Regions from separate parts of the Sus scrofa genome. Here region 2 is linked to region 1. Evidence: chromatin contacts called from public HiChIP or PLAC-seq data. All regions are on one chromosome and are shown on one strand. The core of a region is the stretch at or near the end of the contact, and the rest is flanking DNA. Distances in the headings are between cores, read along the strand shown.

Region 1 (6,709 bases), core at 3,149-5,648:
GACAAATACTGTATGATTCCACTTAAATGAGATACTTAAAGTTGTCAAAATCATAGAGACAGAAAGTGAAATGGTAGTTGTAGGGGCTGGGGGGGAGGGGAGAATGAGAAATTATTGTTAAATAGATAAAGAATTTCAGTTTCGTAAAAGGACTAAATCAGCAAATTCTAGAGATAAATGGTGGCAACCACTGCACGCTATTGATGTACTTAATACCACCAAACTGTACACTCAAAAATGACTACAATAGTAACTTTTATATTATGTGTCATTTACCACAATTTTTAAATTGGGAAAAATTACATAACAGTTTCTATCTTGTGGTATTGTTTTGAAGGTCAAATCAGATAACAGAGACAAAAGCCCCTGACATGCCATCTGGCACTTTGTAGATGATGAACAAATGTTTATTGACATGCCTGTTAGTGCAGTTTTGGTAGAAAGAGATGGTTGGAATTCCCAGATCAGACTGCCTGTTGTGCTAATCAAGGCTTCTGGTGGTTAACATCAGAAATCAACTTCAGGAGTTCCCCGTCGTGGCTTGGCAGTTAACAAACCCATGAGAACATGGGTTCGACCCTTGGCCTCACTCAGTGGGTTAAGAATCTGGCGTTGCCGTGAGCTGTGGTGTAGGTTGCAGACGCGGCTTGGATCCTGCGTTGCTGTGGCTCTGGCATAGGCCGGCGGCTACAGCTCTGATTCGACCCCTAGCCTGGGAACCTCCATATGCCATGGGTGCGGTCCTAGAAGAGATAAAAAGACACACACACACACACACACACACACACACACACACACACACACACACACAAAATCAACTTCGGCTAACTGAAGCCAAAAAAAAAAATTACTAAAAGGATATGGGGAGTGTTCACAAAATCGAAGGGAAGCCTGGAGAACCAGGCTCAGTAGAGGGCAAAAAGCAACACCACTTTAGGGTCTTGGTAGCAGGGATAGTGTAATAATCTAGACAGAGTGTTGAGCTCCAACTGTATTCAGTCTCTTTGTCACACTGATCAGGATTTGGGTTCCGAGGAGAGCACACTTTTAATTTCACTCAGGTCTTATACCTTCCCCTTGGCTGAAGGTGATCTTAGTTAACAGTCCCAGCAAGCATACAATCAGTGAGAGAGAAGTCATTTTCCAAAAGGAAAATATTAATGTCATTGCCAAAAAATGGTGACTAGATATAGGACTAACTAAATTAAAAATTGAACGATCAAAATTTCCACCAGTCACCAACACTTTGCATTTTGGGAAAGTAGGTGTTTGGGACAGGAAAGTGCTCCATGGAAGAGCTTTTAGACCTCCCCCAAAGATCCAGCAGTTGCAGCCACAAAAGTTGTCATTAGAGAATTGGACATGTAGCCAACCTTACCCTCTAGTCTGGAAGGTTCTACCCAGAACTAACAGTTGTGTCCAAGTTGTGCTGCTGTGTAGCCCCTCTGTCTCTATCAAATCCTGTGACACAAGCCTTCATCTTCTCCTAATTGTACTTGTCATTAAACCCTGCACTTTGTTGCAGCCAAAGACTCAAGTCTTTGTATGGAATTGCTGACTCCCAACCTCAATTAGTTCTTTGTATGATTAGATTCCTTTGTAGATCTTTGCATGTAACATTTTCCCTTTGAAATTGTAGTTCAGTTTAATTGGAATGGTGTCTATGTTATTTACCACTCTATGCCTCAATTTCCTTCTGTATAAAATGAAACGTGAAAAGAGGTCAGGGAAGTAAATGATCAAGGAATAAGGAAGCTCATGTTGAAAATTTGAGGAGTATAAAGCCCTTTGGACTACATAATGTATGCTTCCAGTGAGAAACGCTGGAACAGTTTCACACTACTTTTTACTACTGAGTCTAATATAGTCTAATGCAATGCATCTAAGAGCTTATTATGAGACAAAAAATAACCCCCCAAAACCTCATCATAAAGACCACAGTATGGACTAGAACAGTGCCATAAACCAGTGAGGAACTGACAAATATCCAAGGATCTGGTTTCTAGTTTAGCTTTGCTACAACAAATAAACTAGGTTGCCATGGAATATTTACTTACCTCTCTGAGCTTGCATCTCCTCCCTGTAAAATTAAGGGGTTGAACCAGAGCTGACCTTTAAATCTCTCCCTGCTTTTACATTCTGTATTTCCAAACAAGGCATAGCTGGACCCTCAATAAGAACTAAAAAGAAAAGTTAAAGCAAGGTGATAGGACAGAGAGTAACCAGGATTCTATTTGAGAAGCCATGGTCAGGGAAGACGTCTCTGGGGAGGTGACATTTGCAGAGACTGAAGGACATGAGAGTCGACATGTGGATATCTGGATGAGAGGGTCTAGGTAAGGTCTTTCTTTTTCAATGCTGGTGCTCAGTTTTCTGCACAGTGTGAGAACTCTCATTCCCTAATACATTTTCCATTCCCATTGAGAGGGACCCATGAAGAGATCATGCCAACTAGGTCAGGTCCCAAGAAGTCTAGATGGCACAGCTGGGACTTAGTGCCCAAAACAAAGGATGCAGTCTGGAAGTCATGCCTCAAAGGTGGTGATGGTCAAATCCAGGTGAGCAAATCCAGAGCAGGTCATCAATTTAAAGGGATTATTGAAGAATAGAACCCTAGGGCTTAAATGAGTACAAAAAAAGAGAGAGGTTGAAGTCCTAAGAAGTCAAGCTATAAAATGATTTTGGCCTAGAATGATTTCTTTCAAACTCAGAATAATGACCCATTGGAGAGTTATTATATCAATTTAATGGGACATGATGAGCTTAATTTAAAAATTAGAAAAGAGAGTTCCTATCATGACTCAGTGGTAACGAACCTGACTAGTATCCATGAGGATGCGAGTTCGATCTCTGGCCTCACTCAGTGGGTGGGAGGATCCAGTGTTGCTGTGACTGTGGTGTAGGCCAGCAGCTGCAGCTCTGATTCAACCCCTAGAGGGGGAACGTCCATGTGCCACAGGTGTGGCCCTAAAAGGATAAATAAATAAGTAATTATAAGAGGATGGACTTACTAAAGTACATCACATAGAAGAAGGGCAAGTGATTGTTTTGTGAAACTTTTGTTTCAATTGTATACTCATATGTGTCAGGTCACTGTGTAAGATTTACTTCTCACTGTGAGTCATAAAAAATTTGAAAGCCAGTGGCCTAGAGAAATTCCTGATATGAAGTACAGATGGCAGTGGCAGCTTTTCATTCAAAAGATTTATGTGGGTGGGCCAAGTTTATTTAAAGGGACAAAGCAGAAACACCATTGATGGGAGAACAAATGCAAACAACCTTTATGGAAACATTTTGCCAGTATATTCCAATATTCTTAAAAAGAATGAGTATTTCCATTTTCCCAAATCTATCCTGAAATGATAGTCCCAAATATACACTGAGATTTTACCACATTATTTATGAAAGTGAAAAATTGGAAATACCTAAATGTTCAACTTCAGGAGAATAGAAAAATTATTATATGCCCTGCATCGGCTCTCCTAAATTGACCTAGAAGGAATGGGAATCTCACTAAAAAGGAAAAGCAAAACAAAACAAAAAATGTAAATTATGACTGAACCCCTGCTCAGAGGTTACTGTGGGTTCACTTTCCCATCCACCGGCTTCCTCACTCCTTGGTCATCGGCTCCCTGACCCCCTTGCAGGTTTATGACAAGTCCCCAGGTGTCACCACCCTGTTGATTTTAGAACTCTAGTTTTTGGACTTTGTTCTCATCGTAGACTTCTGCTTCTTAAAGTAACCAGTTCTAGAATCTCAATTGGTACCCTGTCCTTACTGCCTCCTGTCTCCTCTCTTAATCCCTAACGGATATGTCTTCCTCCTAGACCTGCCTCTCACTGAGACCTCACCCATTAGAGAAAAAAAAAAAAAAAAAAAAAAAAAAAAAAAAAAAGGACAGGAAAATGTGACATATCCTATAATGTTGTTCAGCCACTAAATTTATTTTTATAAATAATTTTAATGACTTAGAGAAAGATTTATAACATCATTGTGGCTAGGTCAAACACCAAGACCTCGGCCTAAAGAGAAACCAACCATCTAAGGAGACGTGATCTGGGCCTTACCAGGCTCTCTTCACTGTTTAGCAATGTGTTTAGCAATGTGTGAAAGCAAAGAGGGAGGAAGTAGTTTCTTAGCATAATAAAGTCACTCATTAGTTCAGGGAATATGGACAAAGTTATGGAAATAATATACAGAATAGATTTAGGAGGCGTTTAAGGAAAGGAGTCCTCTAGATGTAGAACTTGTTTAAATTTCAGATTTAAACAAATCCAGGAGACAAAGAGTAGAAGCCAAAAGTCAAAGAACTTTGTTCTCCCACCTTCTCCAGCAAGAGGCCACCCCTCCTACCCATCATTCTTTGTCACTGTGGCCACCACCCACAAAGAGTACAGCTTTGGACCTGAAATGTTGGTTGAGTAAGCATTATTTCTAAAGGAAAAGAGAGAAAACTCAAATGCCTCCCCCCTAGGGCATGAGAATAACAAGTGAATGAAGCTGACCGAGTGTAAGAAAAAAGTGGGAGTGGTGGGGACTAGGATGGATGAAATATGCAGGCCCTGCCCTGCCCCAAAGGCAGCTGCTCCTCAGTTCCCATCAGCTGCTGCCCTGGAGGAATGTGGGCTTGGTGTTGTCAGAGCTCCATGATATTTTCAGCATCAAGAGATGATAGAAACCTAGGTTTTTATATGAAAAACATTCTAAAATAGGCCAAACAAAACATGTCTGAAGGTCTATCTCATACTTCACCAAAATGCGAATAGCTCCTATCTTTGAGTAATGGGATTTGGGGTCATTTTTTGTTTTCATTTTTACGTTTGAATGCATATTGTACAATCTTAAGAGTAAAAAGTGATGTTATTTTTATAACCAGAGAAAATTGTTACTTTTTAAATTTTTAACAATTAATTACTGAACAGAACATTAAAACAATGATCAAACAACAAATGCTACAGTAATTTTCTCTGGGTGGATGTTTACATGAGACTAAGGTTTTATAATATGTTTTCCTTCTCAACTTTGCAATATATCAAGAAATTCAGCCTAAGCATAGCAACATACCAAGCCTCACTCAGGCTTACTGATTCTAGGTTTGTGGTCATGATCTTTAGCAATTGTTTCCAGATCAGGGTTTATGAAAGCAAATTGTTTGTTCCATAATATTATCATCATTTCTATTTGATTAAGTATTTAGCCCAGACTCTCTAATATGCAAGTCTTCCTCATTCTGACTGGAGGTGTTGGAAAAAAAGAGCAGGTAATGCTTCCATCAGAGTAATTATAGGATAGTTGACTACATAGGGCGATTATGAGTAGTAAACGAGTTCCCATCTATAAAGCACTTAGGTGGGTGTCTGACACAAAGCAAGCATGAAATGAGTGTTAGCTATCATTGTTATTATGACTGCTGCTAGCATTGTCATTGTTATTATTATTTTATTATTCTGAAAGCAGCAGTTAAGAATGGAGTGGAAGAGATGTGAGAGGGAATGAACAAAAGAGGAGACATGGGAGCAGAAGAATAGAAGGAGACAGAAAAGGCATTTCTGATTTGCTGTTTCTTAACTTAGAAGACAAAAAGGAGGGACTAGAAGGATTGAGACTATGACAGATCTGAGAAATCATAGTAGGGCTGGTGGGCCCAGGGTAAGGATGTATCTAGTGGGATCCAGCAAATCCCCAACTATCTACTAGACCTTGATTTCTCTGACTGCAGGTGACACCCATTATGGGTCATGAAATTAATTTAGTATATGGCAATCCATATATTTTTTTGATGAAAGAGAATGTACCAGAGCAGAACATAGTAGTGCAAGTAGTAAAGGCTGGTACTGTAGGAGAAAATGTCCCAACAAGAAGGTCGAAAGGAGACACCCCGGCCATGATGACTCAGCAAAATCTGGCCAAACTGCCCCTAACCCAGCCAACTACCCCAACCACCCCTCCCCAACACACCTGCTTCTGTAAAACTTGCTCCCGCATCTACGACTTTGCCAGTTCTCTCTCTGGTCTGCCAAGCACGGATCTGGAAGAACTAGCCCACAAAAACCTTGTGAAACTGGGGCTCAGACTCGGGAGAGCGATCTCCTCTGAGCCCGCCGGCGTAATAAACATGAGTTCTCCAACTCTGAGTGCTCGCTTGGTTTCTCTCCGGGTGAAAGAGCTGCTGGAGCTGGTACACTGTGGCCACAGAGCTGCTGGAGCTGGTACCCTGGCCATAGGGCTGCCACCAGAGCTGACACACTCCGGCCTTGGGCTGCTGACAGCCGCCACAACAGTATTGCCTCTTGAAAATTTGTTTTATCATTTACGTGTAGGTGACAGTCATGATGTATGTATGTGTAGGTGACAGTCATGGCAGTCAAAATATTTTGAAAGCCTTTTTTGCTAGACAGAGGTGAAGCATTTGCTTTCCTCTGTATTGTGACCCTTCTTTAATAGAAGGAAAGAAAATGTGTGTGTGTGTGCACACACACACACACACACGAGCTCACCCACATGCATGAGCGCATATACATCAGTTACCCTGAAAGTATTTCAGAAAATGGAACTGTGGAGAACTGAAGAATCCCCACACAAATGGAATGCCCTACCTATAAAGATATTTATTCCAGAGCAAACTTAAATAACAGCTAGTGTTTATTGGGACTTTACTGTACTACAGGCACTAGGCTAAGTACTCTGCATTTAATCCTCCCAACAATA
Region 2 (6,502 bases), core at 958-3,457, 170 kb after region 1:
AGTAATCTCAGTATGCTTTAGATATCAAATGCTGTGGTATCAAAGTGAACATCCTATTATAAAAAATAGTGGGCCTAAGACATGCAGATCCAGTATCCGCACTACCTGCACATAGTAGGTACTTGGTATTCATACAGTGTTGCAGGATAAAACTGAAATAACCAGTTGTCTTAACTGTTTTTTGTCAGTTTCTTTTCCTTTATGCAGCATATTGTTTCTGACCTCTTAATTTTGGTTTTCATCGTCTTTGTTATAGGTTTTCTTGGAAATCAATTGATGCATTTTAAAAGTAGGCCACATATTAATCAAATTTAATATAATGCTTTTCTAGATGTATTGCCTAGATTTGTTAGAAGTTTTTTTTTTTTAATTGCCTTGCTGGAGGCATATGGAAGTTCCCAGGTTAGGGTTCGAATCAGAGCTACAGCTGCCAGCCTATGCCACAGCCACAGCAGTGTCAGATCCAAGCCACATCTGCAACCTACACCACAGCTCACAGCAACGCCTTGTCCTTAACCCTGGGTACTGGTCGAGTTTGTTTCCACTGAGCCACAGTGGGAACTCTAGCTTCTTTTATTCATATATTTATTTTATTCTGGCCTTTCTAGGGCTACACCTGCAGCATATGGAAGTTCCCAGACTAGGGGTCTAATTGGAGCTATTGTTGCCGGCCTACGCCAGAGTGACACCAATGCCAGATCCTAGCCAAGTGTTCGACCTACACTACAGCTCACGGCAATGCTGCATCCTTACCCGGCAACACTGGATCCCTACCTGCTGAGCAAGGAAGGCCAGGGATCAAACCCCCGCAACCTCATGGTTCCTAATCATATTCATTAACCACTGAGCCACGACGGGAACTCCCTTTTATTCATTTAAAAAGTACCTTTAGGAGTTCCCATCATGGCTCAGCAGTTAACAAACCCGACTAGCATCCATGAGGACTCAGGTTCGATCCCTGGCCTCTCTCAGTGGGTTAAGGATCTGGCATTGTTGTGAGCTATGGTGTAAGTCGCGACACGGCTTGGATCCCGCGCCTTACTGTGGTTCTGGCATAGGCTGGCAGCTACAGCTCCAATTTGACCCCTAGCCTGGGAACCTCCACATGCTGCAGGTGTGGCCCTGAAAAAAGACAACACCAGGACTATTGCCTTTGGAATTATTAGCCATGAGATCCTGCTGTGGAGCACTGGGAACTATGTCTGGTCACTTAGGATGGAGCATGATAATGTGAGAAAAAAGAATGTATACATCTATGTGTAACTGGGTCACCATGCTGTACAGTAGAAAGTTGACAGAACACTGAGCTATAATGGAAAAAATAAAAATCATATTAAAAGACGACAACAACAAAAGAACCTTTAATTTTCTCGGTATTGGTATTTTTTTCTTCAAAATGTTTAGTACTGTTGATTACAAAATGAGTCAGGTCTCTTGACCAATACTCAAATCTTTGTTATCTTAACTGTGGACTCTCTTGTTTTTTTTCCCTCTTCCTTTGTACCTTGAGATCCACTGAGACATGCTCTCTGTTGTAGTCTAATCTTATTCCTACATTTTGCTGCCTTTGCTCTCACATCTCATTTCCCTGGTAGTTTTCCTTAAAGCTATAACTTTTAGTCATTTGCCATCTTCTTCATACATCTGTTCCTGACCTTTTTCTGAATTTCCATAGTATTTTTTGTGTTTCTCATTATGTTTTCCGTATTTTTTCCTCTCATCTTTCCTACAAAATTGTAAGCTTCTTGAGAGCAGGTATGTTTTGTTCATCTTTGTAACCTTCCTGATGACTTGCACTTAATGCATATTTAGATACTAATTCAATGAAAGCTGTACTGTTCTAATTAAGCAAGGAGCAGTATTCTTTCATGGCATGTTCCTTGGATTTTTATCTAAATGAGGAAACTTGGGTCAGAATACATTGTAAATTGTAAAGGCTGTATAAATATTGTTTGTTACCATAAATGCTCAAACTTGTCCCTTGTACTAAGAGCTGTACACCATTTGGTTTTTAATTTCCATGTTTTACATCAGAAAGGAGTCTGATTGTGTTGTGAAAAAAGATAAACTTTGTAGTACATTTGCAAGATGTTTTCTAAGTCTTCACAGTTCCATATTTTTAAAATTACGAAACATGAGAGGAAGTAAATTCCTATCAAGATGTATTCCACCAGAGATGACCAACCCCTTTGTTTTGCTCAGGACTGAGGATTTCTTGGGACACAAGACTTTGTTAAAACCAGGACTCTTAGTCACCCTGATTGCACTTTATGATACAGTTATCTTTTTTGCTTATCACTGTTTTGACACAGTTTAATAAATGTGTGGTAACTATAAGCAATTGGCTTGGTGGGAGAGGGGTGTTGGAGCACGTGGGCTTTTATTTTTTAAGTTTCTGAATATTTGACATTCCTTAATGTTCAAATGAAAATACGAAAGTACATTTGATTAATTATCTACTTGGATATATTTGTGTATGACATCATGGTATCCTTATCAGAAGATGTTGCTACTAAAATTTTTAATTAAAAATTGCATAATCAGATGATTAATGCCCTTTTTTTGTCTTTTGAGGGCCGCACCCGTGGCATATGGAAGTTCCCAGGCTAGGGAATCAAACGAAGCTGCAGCTTCTGGCCTACACCACAGCCATAGCACCACTGGATCCTAGCTGGGTCTATGACCTACACCATAGCTCATGGCAATGCCGGATCCTTCAACCCATTAAGGGAAGCCAGGGATTGAACCTGCATCCTCATGGATACTAGTTGGGTCTGTTACTACTGAGGCACAAAGGGAGCTCCGATTAATGCTTATTTAAATGAGCTTTATTAGATATAGCAAAGTCCAAGGCAGCTTGAAATTTTCCTCTTAAAGTGATTTAAGCTTTGATCATAGATTTACAGACTTTTTTAAAATTTTGTGTTAGCTTGTAGTTGATTTACAATGTTCCTTCAATTTCTGTTGGACAGCAAAGTGACCCAGTCATACATACATGTACATTTTTTTTCTATATTATCTTTCATCATGTTCTAACCCAATAAACTGGACATAGTTCCCTGTGCTATAAATATAAAGTAGGACCACATTGCTTCTCTATTGGAAATGTAACAGTTTGCATCTGCTAGCCCCAAACTCTCTGTCCACCCCACTTCCTTCTCCCACCCCACTGGCAATCACAAGTCTGTTCTTCATGATCTGTTCCTGTTTGTGCCATATTTTAGATTCCACATATAAGTGATATCAGTATGGTATTTGTCTTTCTCTTTATGACTTCACTTAGTATGAGAATCTGTAGTTGTATCCATGTTGCTGCAAATGGCATTATTTTTTCCTTTTTATGGCTGAGTAGCATTCATCTTTTGATGGACATTTAGGTTGTTTCCATGTCTTGGCTGCTGTAAATAGTGCTACAGTGAGCATAGGGGTGCATGTATCTTTTTTCTGGTTATATGCCCAGGAGTGGGATTGCTGGGTTATGTGGTAGTTCTATATTTAGTTTTTTGAAGCACCTCCAAATTGTTTTCCATAGTGGTTGTACCAATTTACGTTCCCACCAACAGTAAAGGAGGGTTCCCTTTTCTCCACACCTTCTCCAGCATTTGTTATTTGTTGACCTGTTAATGACAGCCATTCTGACTGGTGTCAGGTGCTCCCTCCTTATAGTTTTGATTTGCATTTCTCTGGTAGTGATGTTGAGTGTTTTTTCATGTGCCTACTGGCTAACCATATGCCTTCTTTGGGGAGAGACAGTATTTCTTTTTTAGGGCTGAACCTGCAGCATATGGAAGTTCCCAGGCTAGGGGTCGAATCGGAGCTGCAGCTGCTGACATAAGCCATAGCCACAGCAACGTGGGATCCAAGCCATGTCTGTGACCTACCTATACTACAGCTTATTGCAATGGCCAGATCCATAACCCACTGAGCCACAGCAGTAACTCCGAGAGACAGTGTTTCTAAAGACACATATTGAGTAGTACGTGCCTAATCATTCCTTTGCTGGAATTAGCTTTTGTATGAGAACTCCAAGGCTGAGATCTCTCTAATAGTATGTATATATAACTTAGTGGCTACTAAAAATCCTTAACAAATTTGATCTACAGTGAAGCCATACTAGGACATAAACTATTCTTGGACATGCACTATGCCTAGTAGTATTTTTGGAAAAGAGCCATTAAAAATATTGATACTTTATACCGAAAAGAACATTAAAGATCTGGTTCCTCCATACAGTACCCCCTTCTTTTTCTTTTTTGTTCCTCCCATTTTGTAGTGATTAAATTTTAATGTGCCTCATGGGACTATGTGGAATAAAATAGTGTTCTTAATTTGATTAACTTGTTGACTAAAATAGGCTCTTGTGGAATGGTTTGCTTATTATCCTTTCATTATTTTTCTTGTTTTAAGAATGCGAATAGAGTCCTTTTGGTGTTACTTTAGCTTTTTTATGGTTCTTTTTGCCACCTTGTGATACTTGCCAGCTTATATCATGTACCACATTGTTGTGGAAAAATTACTTGTGCCTTTAAAGCAAGTGTATTCTGGAGTTCCCATCGTGGCTCAGTGGTTAATGATCTGACTAGGAATCATGAGGTTGCGGGTTCAATCCCTGGCCTCGCTCATCGGGTTAAGGATCCGGCGTTGCCATGAGCTGTGGTGTAGGTCACAGACATGGTTCGGATCCCGAGTTGCTGTGGCTCTGGCATAGGCCGGTGGCTACAGCTCTGATTAGACCCCTAGCCTGGGAACCTCCATATGCTGCAGGTGTGGCCCTAGAAAAGGTAAATAAATAAATAAATAAAGCAAGCAAGTGTATTGAGCATTATATTCCTATAGAGAAATGTAAAGATCAGATTTGGGTGACAAAAAGACTTGACAAGAAAATGGGAACATTTAAAGTTGAAAAAATGCTGTCCTTTTCACAAGGAGAAAATCTGCACTTCTTTGCTTGTAGAAATTAATGAGCCAGAAATACTTTTGTTGGTTTTAATAGATACATTTTATTTTTAGGCTAGCCCTTAAAAGAATGTTGAGTAAACATTGGCAGTGGTGTCACCATAGCAGTAATATCTATAAATCAGAAATAGGATGTAAAGTGCTAACCCCACCCTGCTTATGAAAGGCTTAAGATAAAGAGGAAATGACCAAGTCCAAAGACCTGGTGTAGGCAAATGATTTTTTTTTTTTAAGGGCCTTACCCATGGAAGTTCCCAGGCTAGGGGTCAAATCCTGGGACTGCAGCTGCTGGCCTACAGCACAGCCACAGCAATGCAGGATCCAAGCCACATCTGTCCGTGACCTATACCACAGCTCATGGCAACACCGGATCCTTAACCCGCTGAGTGGGACCAGGGATCAAATCCATGTTCTCATGCAAACTAGTCAGGTTAGTTACCACTGAGCTACAGCAGAAACTCCAGCAAATGATTTTTATATGTTATGATTTATTATGCAATACAGCCTAGCCACTTAATATTTTATACTGAGAAACTCACTAAGCCTAGAAAGGTTTTTGGTTTTGTAAAGTATTGATATCTTTTCTGTTCATATTTCTCTTTCTCATAAACTGGTAAAAAAACCCATCAAAGTTCATTTGATGAAGGCTTACGACTAAAATTTTAAGACTTGTGAGATTTGTAACCATCTAAATAAATTATATATTTCAAATTAATAAGCCAGAAATATTGAGTGAAACAAATTACTCATGGTACATTTACAGTCTTGCTAAACAAATCACTGTTCTATGCCTGAAGCCTTTTGAACATAAGCATTAAGCATCTTCTTTCTGATCTCTTTAGGAATAGAAAATGCTTCTGCCATGTCCATACTATTGTCAGTTTTTCCTCTGCTGTATTTGAGACCTAATCCAAAAAATAAGAGCTATCTACTAAGCAAAGTCTGTTGCTTTTAGGCTCCCTATCTGGTTTAATTGGCCCTACTATCCATCTGTTTGATCATGTTGCATCTCATTTTCCTTTTTTCACCCAAGCTAGTCTGTCCCCATGTTCTTTAAATTCTGCCTTAGAAATTTCTCAGATATCCCTTTTCTTTATTCCTTCAATCACTGCCCTGACTTAGGTCACCATCTCTTACCTGCAGTAAACTACTAAATTCTCAAGAATTCAGAAAAACTATACTCAGTTTCTGTGATCTTTCTATAAAACACAGATATGTTCACATCATTTCCCAACTTGGAGACGTCTCTCAGTTCTTACAGAATGCAGGTCAAATTCTTAAGCAAGCAAGTCTCCTTCCTCTAGCACCTACCTCCCTTTACCCCTGGATTCAAGATGTATTGAATCCTCTCATGCTAGTCCTTTTCCCCAGAATGCTCTCATCTTCCAGTGAACCTCCTATTCCCTTAAAATATCTACTGGTCTAGCTTAAGTATCTGCTTAGGAAATCTTGCCTGATATATCCTTATAGGCAGACAGTTCTTTTCTGTGCATCCATAGCATTTTGTTCTGTAAACTTGATTGTGAGCTAACACAATACAAACACT

What was found. HiChIP or PLAC-seq counts read pairs in DNA pulled down with a chosen protein or histone mark.
Region 2: an H3K27ac HiChIP or PLAC-seq map of alveolar macrophages shows a contact between it and region 1. The contact joins two enhancer-like sites. A contact is called at or near these places in 2 of 47 Hi-C or Micro-C datasets (embryonic fibroblasts and retroperitoneal adipose tissue) and 2 of 2 datasets of contacts at active chromatin or transcription factors (alveolar macrophages and skeletal muscle).

The regions. Positions count from the first base shown.
Region 1 is chr5:32,751,388-32,758,096 of Sscrofa11.1, forward strand. No RefSeq gene overlaps it. Among named protein-coding and RNA genes, the nearest start is that of MDM1, 81 kb to the left of the region's middle. Within about 2 kb of position 4,399, at least 4 of the 83 cell types and tissues checked have an H3K27ac peak or open chromatin away from gene starts, as enhancers often do. A contact at or near this core is called in alveolar macrophages, where this site is marked.
Region 2 is chr5:32,924,979-32,931,480 of Sscrofa11.1, forward strand. All of the region lies in intron 1 of RAP1B (ras-related protein Rap-1b), which reads left to right. Among named protein-coding and RNA genes, the nearest start is that of RAP1B, 18 kb to the left of the region's middle. Within about 2 kb of position 2,208, at least 6 of the 83 cell types and tissues checked have an H3K27ac peak or open chromatin away from gene starts, as enhancers often do. A contact at or near this core is called in alveolar macrophages, where this site is marked.